Linked DNA regions of Mus musculus: regions 1 and 2 are each linked to region 3. The links are chromatin contacts, called in public HiChIP or PLAC-seq and Micro-C maps. All regions are on one chromosome and are shown on one strand. The core of a region is the stretch at or near the end of the contact, and the rest is flanking DNA. Distances in the headings are between cores, read along the strand shown. Region 1 overlaps Lemd3 (LEM domain containing 3). Region 2 holds the start of Xpot (exportin, tRNA (nuclear export receptor for tRNAs)). Region 3 holds the start of Gns (glucosamine (N-acetyl)-6-sulfatase).

Region 1 (4,029 bases), core at 539-3,038, 410 kb before region 3:
TTTCCCCTCAAATGCCAACAAATGACACATAATAAATTGAATTAAGAATGGTAAGAATAAAATAGAGCCTTTTAGGAGGCAACTCTTTGTAAGCGTAGCAAGTCTTAAACAGTAAGTATGTCAGCCCTCACTCAGATTTATGAAGAGGCACGCTCACACATCTTCCTTTCCTCAAATCACTTTAGTATTTTTAAAACACCAATATACTTAATTGAAGCTGTCTGGTCTTCACTGACAAAAAGAAGCATTTTATGTTTAAAACCCCACAGAGATTCTCGTCAGTGGTGACCAACCTGAAGAAATGTGGCAACTGCAGAGAGGACCCATGTCTCAAGAGCATCTGACAGCCGAACTCTCTCTCTCTCTCTCTCTCTCTCTCTCTCTCTCTCTCTCCCTCCTTCCTTCCTTCTCTCTCTCTCTCTCTCTCTCTCTCTCTCTCTCTCTCTCTCTCTCTCTTTCTTTTTTTCTTAGTTGGTCTCTTCTTTCAGAAGACCTGAGGGAGCTACAGTCCTCACTCTTACCCCCTGCAGCAATGCCAGGCATTCGCAGAGTGGTTCCCATCCCCTAAAGGCCCAGGCAGCTGCGGCTCCCTCCACACTGCTGTCTTCTCCCTATGCTTCTCTGGGGCTCACACCACGGCCTTTTCTCGGATTCTCCCAGTTCAGCCACTTCCTCTTCTATAACCGTGGACCTCTCCGGGTCATTTCAAGTTTCAGATACCAAACTCTTCTTGTGTAGAGCCTTAGTACTTTGACTTATCTTTCCTTTAAACTACATTAATGACTATAAATCAAATTCCTAAAATGTGTAATTTGATCTTCAAAATCTCCCAGTGGTTTCCTAAATTTTAGCTTATAAATTTAAGATGGTACATTTTTTATTTTCCTTCTCTAAACTTCCGTTACCAATTTCAAAAATATAATTAGTTTTGTCAAAGCTTTCAACAAATATAAACTTTTTCTAGTTTTTAACCTGAACATTTACCAACCATTATGTTTTCCTAAGCACATATTTACTATGAACAGGTTATAAGTCAGGATACTATAAAGTATGTGCTACTCTTAAGCAAATACACTGATGGCTGAAAGGACTCCATGGGGCCACAGTGCCAGGGAAGAGACTGGGTGCTGCACGCTGGGCAACGCGAGTCTGGGCACCGAGTGACTACACGTGTTTGCCCTCGTTTACTTTCTATAGCTGTGATAAGAGACTGACCACAGCAGCCTGGGGAGGCTTTACTGGCTTACAGGTTCTGTCTGTCCATCCTTTAGCCCCAGGCTGTGGAGGCAGGACCTGAAGCAGAGATCATGAAGGACTCCTGCTCACAGGCTTACTCAAACTACATCTCCTATACACAGCCCAACCCCACTCCTCAGGGCACCGTTCTAGTGGGCGATCAAGAAACTGGCCCAGCAGACATGCCCACAGGACACTCTTATAGAGGCAACTCTTCCCTGAGAGTCCTTCTCCCCAACTCTGTCTAGGTTTGTGATGTCACACTGACAGCTGGAGGAACCCAAGACCCCTGCCCTCCTGGCACTTATCTTCTACAGAGATTCAAAGAAACAATAAACAAGTTAATGCTAAAAATCCATACATGCCAGATAGGCCTCAGTATTTCAGATGGAAACAATAGGGCTTGATTGTGAAAGAAGCTATTTTTAGTAAGATAATCAGAGAAACCCCTCCCCGCCAATAGCATTTCAATAGACTCCTGGAAGAACATGCCATATGACTCTCTAAAATGTGAAGGTTAGTCACAGAAAGACCAGCCAAGAACACAAAGGCTGGAAGGTAGTTACATGTTTGGTGTGTCAGTCCTGGAATGAAGTAAGCCAGTGCAGTTAGAATACCCTACAGTGGAACAGACAGCAAGCAGTAAGCGACTGAGACTGTAAGATCAATTAAGGAAGTCGGCAAGTGGGATCTTAAACATGTTTTTCATATTTTACTCCAAGGTAGAAACCTGAGAAAACTAGAAGCGTTAGTTATCCACTTCACATTTTTAAAGAACAGCACTTGTAATAAGGAGAAAGTCTAAGAGCCCTAAGCATTTAGTGACTAAGTATCTACTTACAAGACCAGACAAATCGGCAGTTGTATATCTATCGAATGCTTCTCTCAATCAGTGTCACAGGATGCACTCATATCTTTCTATTCTATGCATCTTGAACTAAAGTAAATCACAGTACACAGAAATGTATTTCTCCCAGGAAAATTCTAGACATTTGCTTCTCCTGGTAATTGTCATTCTCTATGTTCTCTGCTTTCTTTCCGCTCTGAGAGTCAAGTCTGCAGCTACAAGCACAAAGGATGTGGAAGTTCTGTAGCTCACGACGACTCTCCTCGTCTCTGACCCTGAGTAGTCTTAGTACCTTCACAACCAGACAGTCTGATGTAACTAGGAGGTGTTTCTTTCTTTCCCTCAACACCTGGAGAAGTGTGGTGCTAAAGACATAAAGAACAGACAGGCTGAAGGCTCGTCTCTCTGATATCAGAGAGGTCCAATCTCCTGACCACTGTGCAGCCCTTTCAAGGGACAGCAATTGCTGCAGCACTCCTGTACTGGGAGCTAGCTTGTTGACACACATTTTAAAGTGCCTCAATTAATACAACACCACTATTTTAGAGAATATATTACTACATTTTGTTCTGAGTGAGACATTGACCCATAAAAAGTTAAGTTACCTCCTTGATATAAATGTGCATAAATTTTGTTAATGGAATTCCCAACAAAATTAAAATCTATTTATGTCTGACTCCAAAGGCTATATACTTTCTCATTATAAAAACCATAAAAACTAAGGTATTTTCTATTTCTTAAAAACCAAAGAGCATTTTTCCCTTGCACTTTCAGACGTTGAGTAACTAAGCTTTAACACCTTATAATAGAACACATCAAAACCAACAGATAAATGGCTAGAAGACTGCTGCTGGAGATACACTGTAGGTTCTTAGGTAAGGAGAACCTCTCAAAACCAGTTCTCAACTACACACAAGGAGATAGATGCATGAGTAGTGTGGCTCGGGACTATCCTGCTCAGCTCAAAAGCACCAGCTCTCAAGACTGCTTTTCTGAGTTCCTAGAACCTATAACTCCTCAGTTTAGTGCTGTGACGACCACGTAGCTTTATCTTGCAAAGCAACACATTCGCAAACAAGTATCAGCTCTAGGCCTCTTGTCCGCTTAGTTACAGGAGTTAAGAATAAAGATAAGCCCTCCTCTCGGTTCATTTTACAGGTCAAACTCTCCCTCTAGACGGGGGCTTTCAAGAGCAGCCTTTTTCAGTTCTAAAGCTCTGTGAACTAGCCCGGGCATGGCAGTGCCCACCTTTAATCCTAGCACTCAGGAGGCAGACAAAGGGGGCTCTGAGTTTGAAGCTAGCCAGGGCTACATGGAGAAACCCTGTCTTGAAAAGCCAAAAGAAAACACACACACACACACACACACGACAAAACCCACACCACTCTATGACCTTAAACTAGGTCCTAAGAAAAATTCAAGTCATCTAAGCAGTAAAATGCAACTATGTAAATTACCAAATATATATATATATACACACATACACACACACGCACACACACACACACACACACACATATACATATATACACTCAAATGTGCAAATCCACCTCTAACATTAGTGGATTAAACAGCCTGATTCTACGGAAGAGGAGGGAGCGGGAGGAGGGAATGTCTCCAACAGCTGAGGAGCACTGCACCTGTGTGGAGGAACACTGCACCTGTGTGGAGGAGCACTGCACCTGTGTGGAGGAGCACTGCACCTGTGTGGAGGAGCACTGCACCTGTGTGGAGGAGCACTGCACCTGTGTGGAGGAGCACTGCACCTGTGTGGCAAGTGCTTCTGAGTCTCACCATCAGCTGATCAGCTGATCTAAATATGGACAATGAGCAAGGCAGGACATTCTTTTGTAACAGCAATTGCCCACTTGTTTCCTGAAATTTTGACAATTATTCCTGGCCTTATTAAATATATGCTCATTCCATAACAAAGGCTCTTGATGTAT
Region 2 (3,628 bases), core at 1,126-3,625, 260 kb after region 3:
ACACACACACACACACAGCTCTTCTCAGCTTCGAGGCTAAACCCTGCAAGGCCTCCAATATTTCACCTCCAGATCACCTCGTGCAGCAATACAGCTTCGACGCTCTACTATTTGATCCTAACAGAACAGGATTAAATAATCCTTTCCACGACCTACCATGTGACAGTTTGATTTCTCAAAAACAAAAAACAAAACAAAACAAAAACAAAAAACCCCAAACCATTGTGAAATATGAATGCATTACTATGTTCTTAAAATGTGAAAACACAGGTTTTAGGTTTTTAGTGCTCTGGGTTTGAACTAGTGAGATGATTCACGGGTAAAGACCCCTGAAAACCCTAGATCCATATGGTGGAAGAAGAGAACTGCGCATGTACACTGCACATGCGCACATTCACACATGCACACATCTGTACATATATGAGATAAATATATGTAGTTTTTTTAAGTTCTAGATTTATATTCCAATCCTTATCAGTAAGAACAGATAAAACACAAAACAAAAACACATCTTTAATACCAGCATTGGGAAGGCAGAAGCAGGAGGGTCTCTGATCTCTTGAGTTCCAGGCTAGCCTAGTCAACAGAGTTCCAGAACAGCCAGGGCTACCCAGAGAAACCCAGTCTGAAAAAACAACCAACCAACCAACCCCACCGACCCACACACACACACCCCAAGTGACACAACCATTCAGTCACTCAAAGTAGCACACACCTTTTAATCCCACTGTTTGGGAGGTAGAGGCAGGGGGATCTGGGACTTCAAAGCCAGCCTGGTCTATCTACATATGGATGTTCTGGCTAGCCAGAGCTATAGTGATTCTGTCTCAAAAACAAAACAAAAATTGAAGCTGCACACCAAAACAAACAAACAAACACCCCAAAAGTATGCATTCCATTCTGTCTGCAGGAAAAGGGGCAAAGTCCTAAAGACTACAATGTGTGCATGTGTGCAAAGCATGCCTCCAATAGGGTACAAAGTCAGAGACAGGCACGCAGGATGCACAACTTGAAACATTCTTAAAGTAAAGTAGTATTCCTGCTAAAAATGCTCAGAGAGAAAAGTCGGTGTAAGACTGTCTGTAAACCCCTGATTGAGAAATCCACTAGAGTTCCTTTAAATTATCCATTGCTTTGGGAAAAAAACTGCTTAAGCGTTTTGTCATTTCACGCTAATCTTGACAAGAGGAAAAAAGATAAATAAGAGGCCCAGCCGAGCACATGCTCAACACCAACAAAAAAAATCCTCAGCAAACTTGTTCCATAGTGAGGAATCCCTCACAAACCTTCGCCCTCTACACAATCGGAAAAAAACATCAAACCAAAATAAAATGAGATGGTAAACCACCTATCTGTGAATAAAACACAGGGTTAAAAGGTAACGATTGCCTAATAAAGACCGGCAAAGGAAGCTTAGCTTTCTGACCTACCGATGCAGAGCCTTGCAGGCTTAAACATTGTTACAATATGGTAAACATCTTATACTACCTGCAAAGGTGGATGTGGGGGTGGGGGGAGCGAAAAAAAAACATGTAAAATTGGAAGCCTTAATTTTTCCCTCAGCCATTAAGTCAAGAATAATCAAACAATGTGGAAAATTCCTCCACACCTACTTAAGCCTGTTTGAGACCGACTGAATCTTTCCAGCCTTTTAACATCAAGTTGACAAGTCGCTTTAATACAACGTAACTTCCCCCAGTAACAACTAATTAAGGCTTCCAAAAAGTACTCGTTTTTCAGGTTACAGGGAACATCAAGCTTTTCCGTGGCTGCAAGACTGTAAAGAAGCAAAAAGGGGAAAAGGCTGTCCCTGCTGGCAAATTACTACGCAGAAATAACACTTTCTCTCCTATTTGTCCCGGGGTGGGAAGCGGATCAACTTTGAGGTCCCTACAGCTCAAACTGGTGGGACGCACTCTAAAACTATCACAAATGGGGTTGGGGGGCAGCCTCCTAGGCCGGCCTCGCCCCCTATCCTTCGCCCGGATCCCTCCCAGAGCGAAGCCTCGTGGCCACTCGGGTGATGAAACACCCGGCAACCGGCAGCCACGCACTAGGGACGCGGCCGCCACCGATCGTCCCCAACCCCAAGTCCGGCTCGCCCGGCCACGTAGGGTCCCCGGCCCGCCGCCCTACGCCTCCAGTCACCATCACTCCAATATCTCTTCCTCGCCTGCACTCCCGAGGGTCGGCCAGCCGCAAGGAGCGGGCCGTACGCAGGGAGCACGGAGAGCGGCCCACGTCCTTGTCGCTGTAGTCCTCCAATACAGCCGCAGCGCTAGCGCCGGAGCCGGCCCGGGCCGCGCTCCTCTCGGCGCTCGGCGTTCCCCGGGCGCCTTCTCTTGCGTGGCGCGGAGCGGGGAGGGCAGGTTGGCAAGCCGGCGGGCGGAGTCGGCGGCCCTGGAAGGAAAACTGCGCAGGGTCCCGCTAACGCCGCCGCTGAGTCAGCGCGAGGCACGCCCCCCGCGTCGTACCGCGCGGACCCGCGCTAGCAGCAGCCTCATGGAAGTAGAGTGCAGACGGCCGCCAGCAGGCTGGGCCCGGGGGACTACAACTCCCAGCGTGCAAAGCGCATGGGACGCTTCCGAGAGGAGGACCGCGCACGTGCTCCCTGGAGCTCGCAGGGGGCGTGGCCGGCGGGCCTGTGGTGCATGCTGGGAGAGTGCACACCGCCCTCCTAGCTACAGGTTACTGAGGTCCTCTAAGCTTTTAGAAGACCGGCCACGTTGCGCTCTGCTTTGAGCGTCGGCGTGAATTAGTAACTCTCCACTCCCTCCAGAAGGGTCTGGTCAGGTGGCAGTGCGGAGATCCTGAGATCGGAAAAGTGGACGTGGTTGAAACCACGTGTTGAGTCAGTTGCTGAATTCCTTTCCAGCGGTTCCACGTGTCAAGAGTCCAGACGCTTAAGGACTCTTTAAAAAAAAAAAAAATCCGCTGTATTTTTATTTACTTGTTTTGCTTTTGAGGCAAGATCACACTCCATAACCCAGGCTGGTTTTCACTCATTTTTCCCAAGCTGGCCTAAACTTTACAAATTCTGGAATTACTGGCATGAACCACCACGCCCAGTTTAAATATTACTAAATTTGCCTACAAAAAAAGATAGAAAGAAAAAAAGAAAACCGAAAGCAGTCCCCGGTGATGGTGGCGATTACCATTCATCCCAACACTGAGGAGGCAGAGGTAGCCACATCTACAGAGCGAGTGCCAGGACTACAGAGAGAAACACAGTCTCAAAAAAAGAAAAAAAGAAAAGAGAGAGGGAAAACATACGTACAAGTCCCGTGCTTCCGTTCGCTTTGTTTCTTTGATCCCGTGCTATTATTACTGTGTGGGCGCAGTATAAGCTCCAGCAACCTTACCTAAATCCTAAGGCTGCACCTCCATTATTGTTGGCATCATGAGTGTTAAAGTCCATCTCAGTTTACTCATTTTATGTAGAGTGGGACAGTACCAGCCTCAGAGGGTAAGGTTTGGTTAATTTTATTTAGAGGCAGAGAGAGGCTCACTATGTAGCTCTGGTTAGCCTGAAACTTGCTGGCCTTCACTGTTCTCTTGCTTCAGATTCCAGAGTGCTGGAGTTCCAGGTTGTCACCAGGTCTGACTATTTCATGAATTAAGTTTGATA
Region 3 (3,818 bases), core at 750-3,249:
CTGTACGGCTACAACCGCAACCATAACGCTGAACAGGGTATTGAGAGCGAACATTCTTGTTACCATCCTCGAAAGCTAACATTTATGTAGCCTTTTACAGTGAAGTAGGTGGCTAGCTGTAAGTTTTTATGACTCTTTTTCTTTTCTTTTCTTTTTTTTAAATTTTTTTTTCGAGACAGGGTCTCTCTGTGTAGCCCTGGCTGTTCTTGAACTCACTCTGTAGCCCAGGCTGGCCTCAAACTCAGAAATCCTCCTGTCTCTGCCTCCCAAGTGCTGGGATTAAAGGCGTGCGCCACCACTGCCCAGCGAGACTCTTTTTCTTTAGACAGGTTCTTATAGCCTAAGCCCAGGTTAGCCTCAAACGTATAATCCTCTTTCTCCCAGTGTCCTAAGAGCTGGAATTGCGAGTATTTGCCATCATGGCTAGGGGAAAACTGTCTCTGATTTTTCTGCACGAGGCTGAGTTCCTTGGATCTTATTTTCTCAAAATTTAGACGTTTTGAAGCTATTATTTCATTTAAAAAATTATTTCTTCTTTTTCTAACTCCAGTCCTGTGAGTGGTGGACTACATTGTCGTGTCTCATAGGTCACAGAGATCCTATACATTTTTATTGTATATTATATTAATTGTACAATACTGTATGTTATTATAAACTATCTGCTTTATTTTTAGATGTAAAATAAAAAAAAGAAAAATACTTTTCGAAGGTTCTGTGTCCAGTTGTCTGACAGATGTCTCAGTGGTTAAGAGCACATGGTACTCTTGCAGAGGACCCATGTCAACTCCCAGGAACCCTCGTGGTGCCTCACAACCATTTGTAACTCCAGTCCCAAGGGTCAGACGCTCTCGTTGACTTCCCCAGGAACTAGGCAAGCATAGTACACATACATGCATGCAGACAGACACTCATGCACATAAATCTTTTAAAAAGAAATCGCAAAGGTGTGAGTCCAACACACAATCAACTGGCAAATGGCTGTACCTTCTTTTGTTCTGCATAGAACAGTGCTCACTTGGTATATCGTGCATTGACCTCGCAGGAATCCCTAACAGCAACTTAACTTTTTAGCTAACTTAAAATATTTTTTGAGGTTTCATTCAACAAAGGATGTGTTGCTACTGGTCGTGCACTTCTTTTCTTTTTTAAGATTTATTTATTTATTTATTTATTTATTTATTATAAGTACACTGTAGCTGTCCTCAGACACAGCAGAAGAGGGCATCGGATGTCATTACAGATGGTTGTGAGCCACCATGTGGTTGCTGGGATTTGAACTCAGGACCTCTGGAAGAGCAGCAGTTAGTACTCGTAACCACTGAGCCATGCACTTCTAAGTTTCCAAGAAGGCTTGCAAAAACTCACCAAGTAGGACTGGCCAAGATGCCAAGGCACCTGCCGCCAAGCCTGAGGGCCTGAGTTAGATCCCCTGCACTCACTCCACAGAAAGAAAGCACTGACGCCCGCAAGATGCCCTCCGACCTCCACACACGTGCCGCGGAAGGTGCGTGAGCACGCAAAACCCACAAAAATAAATGTAAATTAAAGTGTGATTAAAACTTGAAACGTTGACCAGAGCTCCTAGCGTCGTAAAGACGTTCCTAAATTGTTTGAAAGTACATGCCAGCCGAGGAAAGTGGAATAACAACAGCTGAGCCAAATGAGAACTTCACCTCGACAGGTGAAAAGTCAAAGGACACAGGCAGAGCTGTCCATTAACCCCAGGACTGGCCGGGACTTTAACCAGCAGCTGATCTTGTGTTCACAGCACGTGCGCTGCTTCACTCTGGAGGGAAGATGAGCGGACTGACTCCTGTCTTCATCTCCGGTGCTCTGTCCTTCCTCCTGCAGCATCAGGAGCAGGCCTAACCAGTGGCGAGGCCAGGCTCCGCGCGGTCCTAGCTCTGTCCAGCCCTGCCCAGCGCCCGGGCTCTCCGCCGCTCCCCAGGCCCCGCCCACGGCCGCCCGTCACGTGACGACGCGCCCCGCCCCCTGCCCCGCCTCACGTGATCTCGCCTAGGGAGAGAAAGCCTGACCCCGTCTCCTGCGCTCACCGGCGTCTCTCCGCAGCTCTCGGTTCCCCCGCGGAGCTTGGCCGCCATGCGGCTCCCTTCGGCAGCCGGGCCCCGGCCGGGCCGTCCCCGCCGCCTGCCGGCGCTGCTGCTGCTGCCGCTGCTGGGAGGCTGCCTGGGGCTCGTGGGGGCGGCTCGCAGGCCCAACGTGCTGCTGCTGCTCACCGACGACCAGGACGCGGAGCTCGGCGGCATGGTAACTCGTGTCCACGCCCTCCCCTTGCCCCTTTGCTGGGCCGCTTGGCCGTGGGTGGCTGTGCGCGGTCACTCCGGGCCCTCCGGGAGCTTGGACGAGTCATGGGACCCGGCTTCCTCCCCCGAGCTCACCCACAGGCTCGCACCGTGCGCACGGTGCCTCCAGCCTGGACCTTACTGCTGCAGTGGACACTCGCCGCTCAGGGCAAACCTGTGGAGGCCAGTGATTGATTAGGGAGATCCGAGGCCACGTCAGCCCTCTTCACGGAGGACCTGGGACGTCGGCATCCGTGCTTCTGTGGTGGCTATAAAAGTGGGTTTGTAGGCTGTCGAGCTGTTATTGACAGAGAGTGTTTTTGCTTAAGAAGCATCAAAACCAAAATCAATTGGCCTAATCGAACAGTTGGCTGAGGCATTACTGTCAGGGCTCCAATTTAGGTCTAATGGGTGTTAGTCATGAAGACTGCATTTCCTTCCCAGTCACTTCTGCTCTTTCGAGGTTCCGGAATTTGACCTTTGGGAACATGAACGCCAATCTCCATCCATTGGTGCTCTAGGGATTTGCCCAAAGCACTGAGCGGGAGGAGGCAGATTAGGACCAACCCTCCAATGGTATTCCGTCCTGGGTCAGCATTGCTCTCACTAAAAAGGAAAAAGAAACAAGTCGAGACTCTCTCCCTCTTTCGGTTCTCCTTCTGCTTTCAGCTGATTGCGGTAGCTGTGAAACCTCTAAGCAGGAGGGTCCTACTTTTTCCTGTGTGGTCATTAACCCTGGCTCAATGTCCTTCAAGTTGCTGGTCCCAGCTGATCAGTGAGTTGTGAAATGAGTCTAGTGAGCCAACATTTTGGTTTTCCACGTGTCACATGTGATAATGGTTAGCAGAGCCTGTGTATTTCTGGGCTGGGCAGTAACACTTTGCCTTCCGCGAACTGTCTTTTTCTAGATGGTGTTCTGTTACCAATCCCCTTGGCCCTTCTCTATATCTACATAGATCCCATTCATCGCCTTGTTGCTGTTGTGGTATCCCCTGAGCCATAAGGATGTTGAATCTCTTCTCCCCTCCCACCCTGCTGGAGGGCCTGCTAAGCCAGTTCTCTCTCAGAGCGAGCCCCCACCCCCTGTACCAAAAGTCTTGACTTAATTCCCTCTTAGGTTTTATTATCCCTCCCTCCAACAGTTCCCATAGCTCTCTTCTCTTTCTTTCTCTTTCTCTTTGCTTTATTTCGTTTGTTTGGTTGTGTTTTGTTTCGTTTTGAGACAGGGTCTCACTGTATAGCCGCGGCTAGCCTTGAACTCACAGAGATCCATCTTCTGTTTCACCGGTGCTGGGATTTCAAAAAAAAAAAAGTATTTTGTTCAGGAAAAAAAAAAAAATGCTGTCTCTCCCAGAGTACTCAACAGGTCAGCCTTAATACTGCTGTTGGAAACAAAATCCACTACTTACATATAAGGTGCCCCAGCTTAGTGACTGTCACTTAGCACAGCTGTTGTCTGTGTATAGTCGAGGTCTTTCACTTTGTGTTAATGGTACTTGCCTCTAGAACTTTCTC

The links. A called contact is a pair of places that touch in the nucleus more often than the background predicts. HiChIP or PLAC-seq counts read pairs in DNA pulled down with a chosen protein or histone mark.
Region 1: a Micro-C map of the G1E-ER4 cell line shows a contact between it and region 3, with 4 times the contacts expected there. The contact joins the enhancer-like site here to the promoter of Gns in region 3. A contact is called at or near these places in 1 of 39 promoter capture datasets (HPC-7-derived erythroid cells), 1 of 484 Hi-C or Micro-C datasets (the G1E-ER4 cell line), 3 of 115 datasets of contacts at active chromatin or transcription factors (bone marrow-derived macrophages, embryonic stem cells and pro-B cells) and 1 of 9 other capture datasets (macrophages).
Region 2: an H3K27ac HiChIP or PLAC-seq map of microglia shows a contact between it and region 3, with 9 times the contacts expected there. The contact joins the promoter of Xpot here to the promoter of Gns in region 3. A contact is called at or near these places in 8 of 39 promoter capture datasets (the C10 cell line, cranial neural crest, erythroid cells and 3 more), 11 of 484 Hi-C or Micro-C datasets (CD4 T cells, CD8 T cells, the G1E-ER4 cell line and 5 more), 11 of 115 datasets of contacts at active chromatin or transcription factors (the 230-238 cell line, bone marrow-derived macrophages, embryonic stem cells and 8 more) and 4 of 9 other capture datasets (adipose tissue, liver, macrophages and 1 more).

Annotation. Positions count from the first base shown.
Region 1 is chr10:120,953,888-120,957,916 of GRCm38.p6, forward strand. The region is part of intron 1 of Lemd3 (LEM domain containing 3); the gene reads right to left. It overlaps Gm50589 (a long non-coding RNA gene), which reads right to left. Exons shown (of 2, transcript XR_001779658.2): 1 at 3,787-4,029; 2 at 892-3,744. Among named protein-coding and RNA genes, the nearest start is that of Gm50589, 10 kb to the right of the region's middle. Within about 2 kb of position 1,789, at least 23 of the 459 cell types and tissues checked have an H3K27ac peak or open chromatin away from gene starts, as enhancers often do. A contact at or near this core is called in the G1E-ER4 cell line, where this site is marked.
Region 2 is chr10:121,623,957-121,627,584 of GRCm38.p6, forward strand. It overlaps Xpot (exportin, tRNA (nuclear export receptor for tRNAs)), which reads right to left and starts at 2,376. Exons shown (of 25, transcript NM_001081056.2): 1 at 2,149-2,376.
Region 3 is chr10:121,363,091-121,366,908 of GRCm38.p6, forward strand. It overlaps Gns (glucosamine (N-acetyl)-6-sulfatase), which reads left to right and starts at 2,000. Exons shown (of 14, transcript NM_029364.4): 1 at 2,000-2,268. The coding sequence starts at 2,101. It overlaps Gm51786 (a long non-coding RNA gene), which reads left to right. Exons shown (of 3, transcript XR_003948972.1): 3 at 1-177.